Regions from separate parts of the Mus musculus genome. Here region 1 is linked to region 2. Evidence: chromatin contacts called from public Hi-C data. All regions are on one chromosome and are shown on one strand. The core of a region is the stretch at or near the end of the contact, and the rest is flanking DNA. Distances in the headings are between cores, read along the strand shown.

Region 1 (4,980 bases), core at 1,334-3,833, 55 kb after region 2:
AGAGACTATGAAAATACCTGGGATCAGAAACCTGGGCTATTTTTTTTTATTGGAATACAATAAACACATTCTCATGGGGAAAAAATCTGTATTTTCATGTTAAATTCACATAGATATAAATACTAGCAACCGAAGGCACGAAAATATTAAAAGGCAGTTTTAAGACAAACAGCACATCCATTGGCCCCCTTTGCCTCTGTAAGTGTAGCTTGTGACCTTTAATACATATTTCTACCAAGTTTTGTGGTAACACTCACGGTCATGAACCCAGAGACTCAATATTTTTATCTTCAAAATTTAAAAACAAATACAAAAATTTTGTTTGTATATACTCCCTGGTCCCAGTCTTTCTAAAGGCTTCCAGAAACAGAACAGAACTTATCTGTCACCTGCCTCTGTGACTATAAAATGTACAATTGTTCTTTTGTGTCCCACAAGAGACTTTTTTTCAAGTAGGACCTAATATGCCTTTCCAAATTTCTATAGATAGTATTTCCCTTATGGTTTGTGTTCTAGTTAATAATTGATGTGTTTCCTAGAATGGATTACCCACTTATACAATATAACTTTTTTAGGATTTTTTATTTTTATTTATTTGCATGTGTGTGTCACTGTTTGTATGAACACATGTGTCACTGGAGCTAGTAGAGTCAAATCGCTGAATCTGGAGTTACAGGCACTGTGAGCTGCTTGATTCAGGTCTCAGAACAAAGCCATGGACCTGGTCCTCTGCAAGAACAGCAGGCTCTCTTACCTGCTGAGCCCCATCTTAGCCCCCACGTGCTGCTGAGCCCTGTCTTAGTCCCCACATGCTGATATTGTTCACTTTCTCTAAAGTAGTTTCTCTCTCTACTTGTTAATACAATAATGCTTGGTGTGTTACACATGAATGTCTGTTCATCCCAGATAGCTTCTCATGATAGACCAAAGTATGATTTCATCTAAGTCTAATGTGGTGGGCTTTTTGAGAGACTGAGGCTGGTTGAGGGGTTACATGCAGGAGCACAGATAACTCCCAAACTACAGCATCTTCATCAAAATGTCCCACTCAAACATGTATGGTGTCCTGTGGGTGTTGCTTCATGGAGTCACACTTTCAATTAATCTCCCACTTCTTATATACTCAGGTATCTCCTAAGGTCACTCCAGCTGGAGGAAGGAGATCTCAGGTAAAGGTCTTTTGTCCCTGCCTTTCCCCATGGTCTAGAAGTGTCAATAGCCCTATTACCACCATCATACACCTACCTGGCCCTGCATTGGTCTGCTTTAGTTGCCATGGCTACAAAGTCTCAGTCCCAGATGGAATCTTGTTAAGACTGGAGGAAAAGTACCGTAGAACAACATCCCCTGCTCTTCTTAATCATCAGTGATTCATCAAATCTCAGGAAATGTAGTTGGTCTGTGTAGCTATCAGTGGGATACATTATTACTATTATTGAGCATATGACATAGTCTTAGACTAATTGGCTTTTGTTGGGGGTGTCTGTTTTCAATCAGGGAATGAATATCTTGAGTGGTACTATCAACTCCTAACAATTGAAGGTGAAATTTTAAGCTCATATAAGTAAGATTTAAAGAGATATAAAGAGAAATTTAAGTATCACGTATTAAATTTTGGAAACTGGTGGTTTCCAAAAATGTATGCAAATGCAAAGTTTATAAAATAAGTTACACGTTTCATATCTAGAGCCTCGCCTTTAAGATGAGGAATGTTTTTGAAAAGCTCTGGTCTGGGCATACGGATGCTGGTGTTGGTATATTTACCTATATGCTGTGGGTTGAGAAGACGGTAGACCCCTGGGCATTATGGGTCTATAGAAGCGCTCTGAAGGAATAGATTGGTCCTCTGGGATGCACTGTGTTTAGAATAGCTGCTTCCTTCACCTGTGGCCCTGGAAGCTCACTTTGGGAAAAACTAGTAGAGAGGCAAACAGAAGGAAACAGGGTTGCAATAGGATTCTTGGCTTGGCACAGCACACCATGAGCAGGCCTGGGTCTTGAGTCCCCAGACCTCTCAGATATTTTCCTTTACTTCATAGTTTGTGTGCATATGACTGTCACTCCTGCTCTGGTGAGCCCCTGGGAAAGGCTCAACAAATTGTCCAAGGGACAGGTCTTTGCTACAGGGTTCTTAGAAACTCTCTCAGTTGGCTTTGTAGTTACTTAGAATTTTTAAAAGTTAAGAAAAATTTTTAAAATGTTTTATGCATTTATATATTCTACACTGAACTTGTTTCTCCTTATTAAGTCCCTCTCCCATGGGTGATCTTAAGGTGACCAAAGGGTTGAGAATAAGAACAAGACTTCAGAGAAATTTTCATTATTCTTACCATTCTCTGATACACTGATCCTTGGGAAAAATACAGATCATTCTGAAGGAACTCCATCTTCACAACATTTATCATAACATAATAAACAGAATTTGAGACAGGGATGGGGGCTTGGAAGGTTTCCACCAAGGCCATTGCGTACGGAACCTCTTGTTCTGGTCTAAGTGTCTTGATTTCCTCTTCCTATCTCTTTCCCTCCTTGGAGGTATTCCAGTGGATTGCACAAGCCATCTTTTACAAGCCAGGAGGATCTTAAACTGGACCACGTGAGGAACAAGGCACAAAGCAAGTCTCCCGTCTCACCAGAGGAAGGAAGACATAAACAGAGTCCAGCATTTGTTTGTATGCTGGCCGGCCGCTCACTTCCCGCCTCTGTGATGTTCTTGTGAGCATCCTGGAGGTCTTTCCATTGTTGATGTTTGGTCGTTTCATCAGCTATGGTCCTCCGTGTCTGTGCCTGAGACTATCTCAAAGCATCAACATGCAGTTCCTGTGTAGCTATTAAAACCCGGCTGATAAAATATCAAAAGAATTACCCAGAGCGTTTGATTGGCTCCCTGCTCCTGACTGTTTCCCAAGTAATAGTTTATGATTTTTATTCTGAAATTCAAAGATAAAAGTCTTGGTGACAGATTGGAGGAGGAACTGAAGAGCCTGAAGTACAAATCATTGATTAATCACGTTCATTTATAAGCCTCCAGGCTTCTTTTGGCCTGCTAAAAACTTATTAACTTAAAATTATTTAGTATAAAAATTCCTACAAGATGTGATTTTATGTTTTTCTGACCGAAACTAAACTCAGCAAGAATTTTACTTAACACACAGTGAGAAGACAGCACCTGATGTGATCAAGTAAAAATCCTTTATTTTTAGATTTAAAATTGTCAGTCAGAAGACAGATTCCTTTGAGCTTGCCACGTGTTTTTCTCCCTAGTCCTTGGAGGACACAGAATACCCCGTGTCAACGAAAACCCAAGTCTTTATGTAGTAGATACGTACTATGACTATTTAGCAAGTGTTTATGTTTGTTATCAGAAAATGTGGATTTGTCCAGGAAACACTTAAAATGCACTGATGGTCGAGGGGACGTGGGTGAGCTAAGAGGATGACATTAAAGATTTTATGTATGTGCCTGAGTTCGTGTCACCCAGTGTGTGTAGTGCCTACGGAAGCCAGAAGAGGGTGTCAGGTTTTTCTTTGTGTGTGTGTGTGTGCATGTTTGTGTGTGCACAGTGGTGTATATGCTTGGAGCTGGGGTTAGAGCATTGTGAGCCACCTTATGTGGGTGCTGGGAACTCGGGTCCTCTGCAAGAGCAGTATGAGCTCTTAAATACTTAGTATACTTTGCTTCTCTCTCTCTCCTCCACTGCCCGCCCCAATCCCCATCCCCTTACTGGTCCCTTTCCTCCCTCCAAGCGGTGTCCTTTCTGCTCTCATCTCACAGGTATTACACTCTCTAATTCCCTTTTCCCCTTCATACTCTCTTACTTTCATATTCTAAATGTATGTGCACACACACTCATGCACACTCACATGCATACACATATATACACATTCATGTGTACACTGTGGACACAAACATGTACACACATGTACACACATGTACACACACACACACCACACAACATTGACTCTAGATTCTGGATTTGAGAGGATGCATGGGACACGTGGTTTTTTGCTTTTTGTTTTTTGTTTTTTTTGTCTGTCTAGATCTCCAGATCCTCCCTCTGCCTCTCCCCTGTCCTTTTTTTTTTTTTTTGGCACTGACTCCTTATCATGGTTTTCTGTTTACTTTCTGGGTTATGGGATGAAACTCCAGTCTTTAATTCTGGGGTGTCCTTACATTTGTCTGTTTCTCTCATTAGGTAGTCACAATTTTGTCTGATTACTTACTCTAGGAGGCACCTGCCCTATCTCCATGGCTACAGTCTCGTCTTTTTTCATAGCTGTACCCATCCTTCTGGGCCTGAAGGCGTCCTGGATGTGATGGCTTCCTGTGGTTTCAACCCTGATGACCTCTTGTCCCTCTGTAGAATCACATCCCACATCTCTGACCTCTGACGTTATCACTGTCATATCTGAAGAGCTGATGATCTTTGAGGTACTGTCTAAATGTCATGTGCCACAATTATATTTGCATCCTAAAATAGTAGGCGAGAGAGGGCTTTGGTCCACTGTTGTAACTAGAACCAGACCCTGTATTAAGCAGGAAGATGCTGCCACCGTAGTTCTCTTGATTGCACAGACTGTGATAGGACTAGGATTTGGCTTCCTACTTAGATGATGCTTTCATTCCAGACATGTAGGTCTCTTTGGCTTGTTTTCCTTTCGACACCTCCTTTCCTTTCCTTTCCTTTCCTTTCCTTTCCTTTCCTTTCCTTTCCTTTCCTTTCCTTTCCTTTCCTTTCCTTTCCTTTCCTTTCCTTTCCTCCCTCCTCCGCTCCCTCCCCCTCCCCCCTCCCTCCCTCCCTCCCTCCCTCCCTCCCTCCCTCCCTCCCTTCCTTCCTTCCTTCCTTCCTTCCTCCCTCCCTTCCTTCCTCCTTCCTTCTTTTCTTCCTTCCTTCTGAATTTGTCTGAATGACAGCTAAAGTCCTGTTCTACTCAGTCCTTGGCTGCTTGATCCAGCTCTCTTCATGGTATCCAGGATGAA
Region 2 (4,983 bases), core at 1,935-4,434:
GGGCTACGATCCCTAAGGTAAAGTCTAGTTCATAGGGTACTGGGAGGTAGACTATATCACTGTAACCAAAGTTAACAGCTTTAGCTGAGATTCTTAGATGAAGCCTGCAGAAAGGAGTGAAGCCCTGTCCAAGTCTAGACAGGCAGCTCTTAAGCTGGGTCCATTTAGCATCTATCTATACATTAACAGATCTGTCCGTGAGAGGAGTGTTAACTCTATGCTGGCTGGGTGAGGGACTTCCTTCTCTCCCCATGACCCACGCTTTTCATGTGTTTCTCTTCCGACTCATCCTACCCACCCGCATGCCCTCTGAGTTGGTTAACATTTCCATGTACTTTGTAGGGAATGCCCCCTAGGCTCCCCGATGCTGCAAAGCACAGCTTCTCTCCCACGTGCCTCAGCGACAGGATAGTGCCCGATTCCCATCTTAAAGCATCTCTCTGACATTGGGGCCTCATTCTGGAGTCTGGGTAGGTGACAGGGCCTTCCCTGGATTTCTGCTCATGGATCAATTTCTTCTTTTCGGGTCATGTATTAGAAATAATTGGTTCTGGAAGCTTCCAAGCCTCTATGCCCCTCCCCCTGGATTCCTTGCCATTGGGCCTGGTTCTTATAGACCCAGTGCAGACAGTCAGCCCGACTCAACATGGAATTTACCTCTCTCTGGACAGGTGCCCAGCCTCACTGCAGGAGCCCCTGCTGCAGACTGGAGTCATGTCGTGGCTGTGGCAGTCTGGTGCTGGGCAAAGCTCTCTCTCATATTATACTCAAAGCACACTCTATTGTTTCCGCCTGCAGTTTATCTTTCAAGTAAGAAGAAGTTTTATGGTTATTATTTTACCATCTCACAACTGTAAGCTTGTATATATTATTATTCATGTGATTCCTTTTTGTTGTTTCTTGGAACAAGGTCTCACATAGCCCAGGCTAGACTGGAACTTACTGTATTTTCAACTGTTTTACCCCCACTTCCCAGGTGTTATAATTACGGGTTTTTACCACCATGCCCAGCAAAAGTGATTTTTTTTTAAAAACCATCTCTTAAAAAATGTTGAATAGAATAAGAAAGATATAGTTCTGGGTAAGGAACCCTAAGGTGGAAAAGAACAAATAAGCAAGGGGCTGAGAAGCAGACAGCTGGGCGAAGCTGGAGTAACGATGTTTTAGTTTGCATTATCTCTAGTGTGAACTGTGTGAGGTAGGGCATTAGGAAGAAGTCAGAATAACTCAACTCAACATGATATTGACTAAAACAGGTAGAAGAAGAAACAGCGAATTCCTTTATTGATAACATTTTTGCTAATTATTTAAGATGTAGCTACAACTGTTCTGTGGAAACCTAACTATTAGACTAGGCAGGGTGGGGGGCACTGAAAGAGATTTTCTTCATTACTTGCCAAAGAAAATTTCATCTAAGATTTTTTTTTTTATGGAAGCATAATCCAGTCTCATATGAATGAAGTCTTAGGACTAGATATTCCATGTCTGTGGCATTGTGTCTCAGCTCTGAGATCCTCGGCTTAGCTCTCAGGGGGCTGATGTTGCGTGATAAAAGTCAAGGATCTGTATAACACTAAAAGGCTAGACTAAGGTCAGGAGCCTCCTATGAAGTCCTGCACTGCCCAGCCTTAGCAGCTCTTATGGTGCCAGAAGTATTCAGAAGACCAAGAAAGAACTACATGTTTTAATTAAGTAACACATGGCAGAAAGCACAAGATACCAGCTTGGGTTTATCAGGCAGAACAGGAGCGCTCCTTGTGCTAAACAGACAGGCACCAAGGAAAAGAGAGAACCCGAGAGACGAGGCTAAAAAAGCTTGGGAGCTATTTAATTCATCCTAGGACAAAAATCTAACGCTCCCCAGCGACGCGAGTGGAGCCGCATTTAAGAAAGGCAGCCTGGTGTAGAATAATGATGGAGTAAGTAAATGACATGGAACTATGACGGATTCTAAACCCAACTGGAAAATCGAGAAAGAGAACCAAGTGCCGTGCAGAATGACAACTTGACAATACCCCGGAGCAGCAGGCCACATCCTGACACAGTTACCCGTCCCTGTCCCTGTGCCGGGGGCGGGCATTGGTGTCTGGGCTCTCTGTTGGAACAGTGTGGCTTTGTGGCCCATTTTCCCACCCCTTTGTCCCTTACTTAGACTGGCTGGCTTTTGCGGCTCTTCGGCAGGATCCTAGCAGCCCCATACGGGGTAGACAGAACCTGGAGGTCGGCTGTGTTAATATGTCTTTCTAATTGAAGACGAGATTAAAAAAAAAAAAAGGAATTACTAATGCCAAAGCCATTTATGAAATTCTACAACAGGGAAAAGCCCCCGAAAAAGAAACAGATTCCTAAACCTAGGCGAGGTGTCAAAATTTAAGATTATTTTATCCTCCTGTATGCAGAGTCGCAGGAAAAAAAAAAACAACAAAAAAACAAAACAGCGGGCGGTCCAAGTACATCAATCAGAGGAGACAGCACATTCTAGACTGGGAATATAATTAAGTAGAAGATATAAAAATAGGATTTCCCAACCTGGCAAGTGGAAACATAAACCAACTGGCAGAGGAAGGGCGAGAGGAGGGTCCCACTCCCATGGAGTAACTATGGAGAAGGGAGAGCAAACAGGAAATAGACAGCAACCGGTGAAGGGGGAGAGGGCGGGAGGGAGCCGGGAAGCTATTAAGTGTGAGGGAGGGTGAATGTGCCAAGACCTGATTTTAGCCTCCAGTTAGCGAATTCGGGGGTGAAGATACTGTCACATTTTGTGAAATACTGATACACCATCCTGTGGAGAACTGATTTGATACATTTAGCCGCAAACTGAGTTAGTCTCTTTGCTCAACAGAAAACAAAGCGCAATTACATCTTGAAAACAAACATTTTTTACTTTACCGGCACCGTGGGTCAGGAATGGGAATAAGTCGCTTTCCAGTCAGAGGCAGGAGACCGCAATACAGGGCCTGCTTCTAAAGGCACCTGTGGTCCACACTGAGGAGCGCTTTACTGATGGGACTAATTGGATCGTGTTTCCTCCCTCCCTTACTCAAAACTCATTAGACAAAAGAATAAAGCTAGACACATGCCCTACCTTCCTTAAGAGGGGCCGCGAGAAAGTGAAAAAAAAAAAGCTGCTTAATAAAATATAACAAAATTGTTTCCCTTTTATTTCTCCACCATAACAAGTGCAGTTCTGGGAGGAGGGTGGGGGAAGACTTCTCTCAGCTGGGCTAGCGCTAAAGCGCCTTTTCTTATTCCTTACGCTCTACTTAAAAGCTATCAATTTAGACCTGTCCTATGTATTGCCCCGTGAATGGAACAAGGCTTTGCGGTCTTTAATTAAGGGTGAAAAACTCTTTGAACATCTCCGCGTTCCTGTGTTCATGTGTGGAAGGCCTGGTGTAACAAAAGAATTTAATCAAACTACAAGCCTAATAAAGACTACATTGCCTGAACTAAATGCTGAGATTGTGGTCGGAACTCTGAGTTTTACATTTAAAAAAGCGGGTCAGAGCGTTCATTCATCTTGATTAGCGATGCCAACCTAATTACTTCTGGAGGAAACAGTAATTAGCTGGAGTCTCACCTCATTAATCATGACATTCTTGTAGAAGACTATTTTTATCTGATAAATGCCTGGGATTGGAACAAGGTGTATATTTGAATTCTGGTTAATTGTACACAGCTTGCTGCATTGCATTTTGCGTTTTTAATCGTTTAACCACTTCCTTGCTGCGGGCCTCTGGAGGACCATGAGCTGCTGACTTCCATCCTTGTGGTGAATTTTTTTTTTTTTTTAAATCTGACTTAATGAGAGAGTTGGTTCTTGTTAGCAAACAGATCACAGGTTGTGTCCCAGGGACTTGGAGGACAGGATGAAAACAAAGCTAGGATGTGTAGATGAAGTCGCTCAGACTTGGTGGGACAGACACAGGGTTTCTGTGGATTGGATATGTAGATGAAGTCGTTCAGACTCGGTGGGACAGACACAGGGTTTCTGTGAAGGATTCAAGATGAATGAGGCCATTGTGTAACCCACGAAGCGGCTTGCATATGACCAGTTCTGACTACAGACTTGCAGCACACAGCAGGGAATCTTAATATGTTGAGTCGGCTCCTTTGAGCCTCTTACCTGGAGCTGACCCTAACACAGGGGTCATAGTTGGAAGGCAGCCTTGACTCAGTTGTATCTAGAGTCACTTTGCCTGCGGCCCCGTGGGTTCTAACTGCTTTACCCTGTACCAGAGTTTCTAGGACTAAGTAGTCACTCAGGTTAATAAATTGGTTGTTTCCTTCTGGCTCCTTTCTGGTTCACAACTCCTTCAGTAACTCTCTAAAGGAGCGCCAGTGAATACAGACAGAGCCCTCAAATCACGGCTTACAACCATGTAAGAGGTTTGCCTACAGCACATCCTGATGTCAGAGTGGGGGCTGCATGAGTCGCTCCTGCCCGGTGTCAGTCAGTTCCCTGAGCTTACATGGCTGGTACGGAAACAGACATCTAGAGTCTTCAGGGATGACTATCAGGCTCAAGAGACTGATGTATGATATAATGTTAATTGGACCCGGTGAGATGGCTTCGTGGATAAAGTCAGGCTTGATGACAGGACTTTAGTCGCTGGAACCGACTTAAAAGTGGGAGGGGAGAACTGACCCCGAGAAGTTCCCTTCTGAGGGTGTGGCAGAGAGACCTGCACAGAGCACGTGTACACATACCTCACACACGGTAATAGTGAATAGAGTGAAGTAATGCTAGTTAAAAGTGCAATGAAAATGGCTTTCTGTGTATGCAAAGACTGCTCACAAGGATTTTTCTGTGTTGTAAAGATGGTAGAAAGCCGGGCAGTGGTGGCAAACACCCTTAACCCCAACACTTGGAAGGCAGAAGCAGATGGATTTCTGAGTTCAAGGCCAGCCTGGTCTACAGAGTGAGTTCCAGGACAGCCAGAGCTATACAGAGAAACCCTGTCTTGAGAAACCACAGGAAAA

Evidence for each region. Hi-C and Micro-C count contacts between places; a contact is called where the count stands out from the background.
Region 1: a Hi-C map of uterus shows a contact between it and region 2, with 5 times the contacts expected there. The contact joins the enhancer-like site here to the promoter of 4930407I02Rik in region 2. A contact is called at or near these places in 1 of 15 datasets of contacts at CTCF or cohesin (the NIH/3T3 cell line), 2 of 484 Hi-C or Micro-C datasets (embryonic stem cells and uterus) and 2 of 115 datasets of contacts at active chromatin or transcription factors (double positive thymocytes and embryonic stem cells).

The regions. Positions count from the first base shown.
Region 1 is chr6:143,313,433-143,318,412 of GRCm38.p6, forward strand. No RefSeq gene overlaps it. Among named protein-coding and RNA genes, the nearest start is that of 4930407I02Rik, 55 kb to the left of the region's middle. Within about 2 kb of position 2,584, at least 6 of the 459 cell types and tissues checked have an H3K27ac peak or open chromatin away from gene starts, as enhancers often do. A contact at or near this core is called in uterus, where this site is marked.
Region 2 is chr6:143,257,443-143,262,425 of GRCm38.p6, forward strand. It overlaps 4930407I02Rik (a long non-coding RNA gene), which reads right to left and starts at 3,185. Exons shown (of 3, transcript XR_869574.1): 1 at 2,890-3,185. All of the region lies in intron 3 of D6Ertd474e (DNA segment, Chr 6, ERATO Doi 474, expressed), which reads left to right.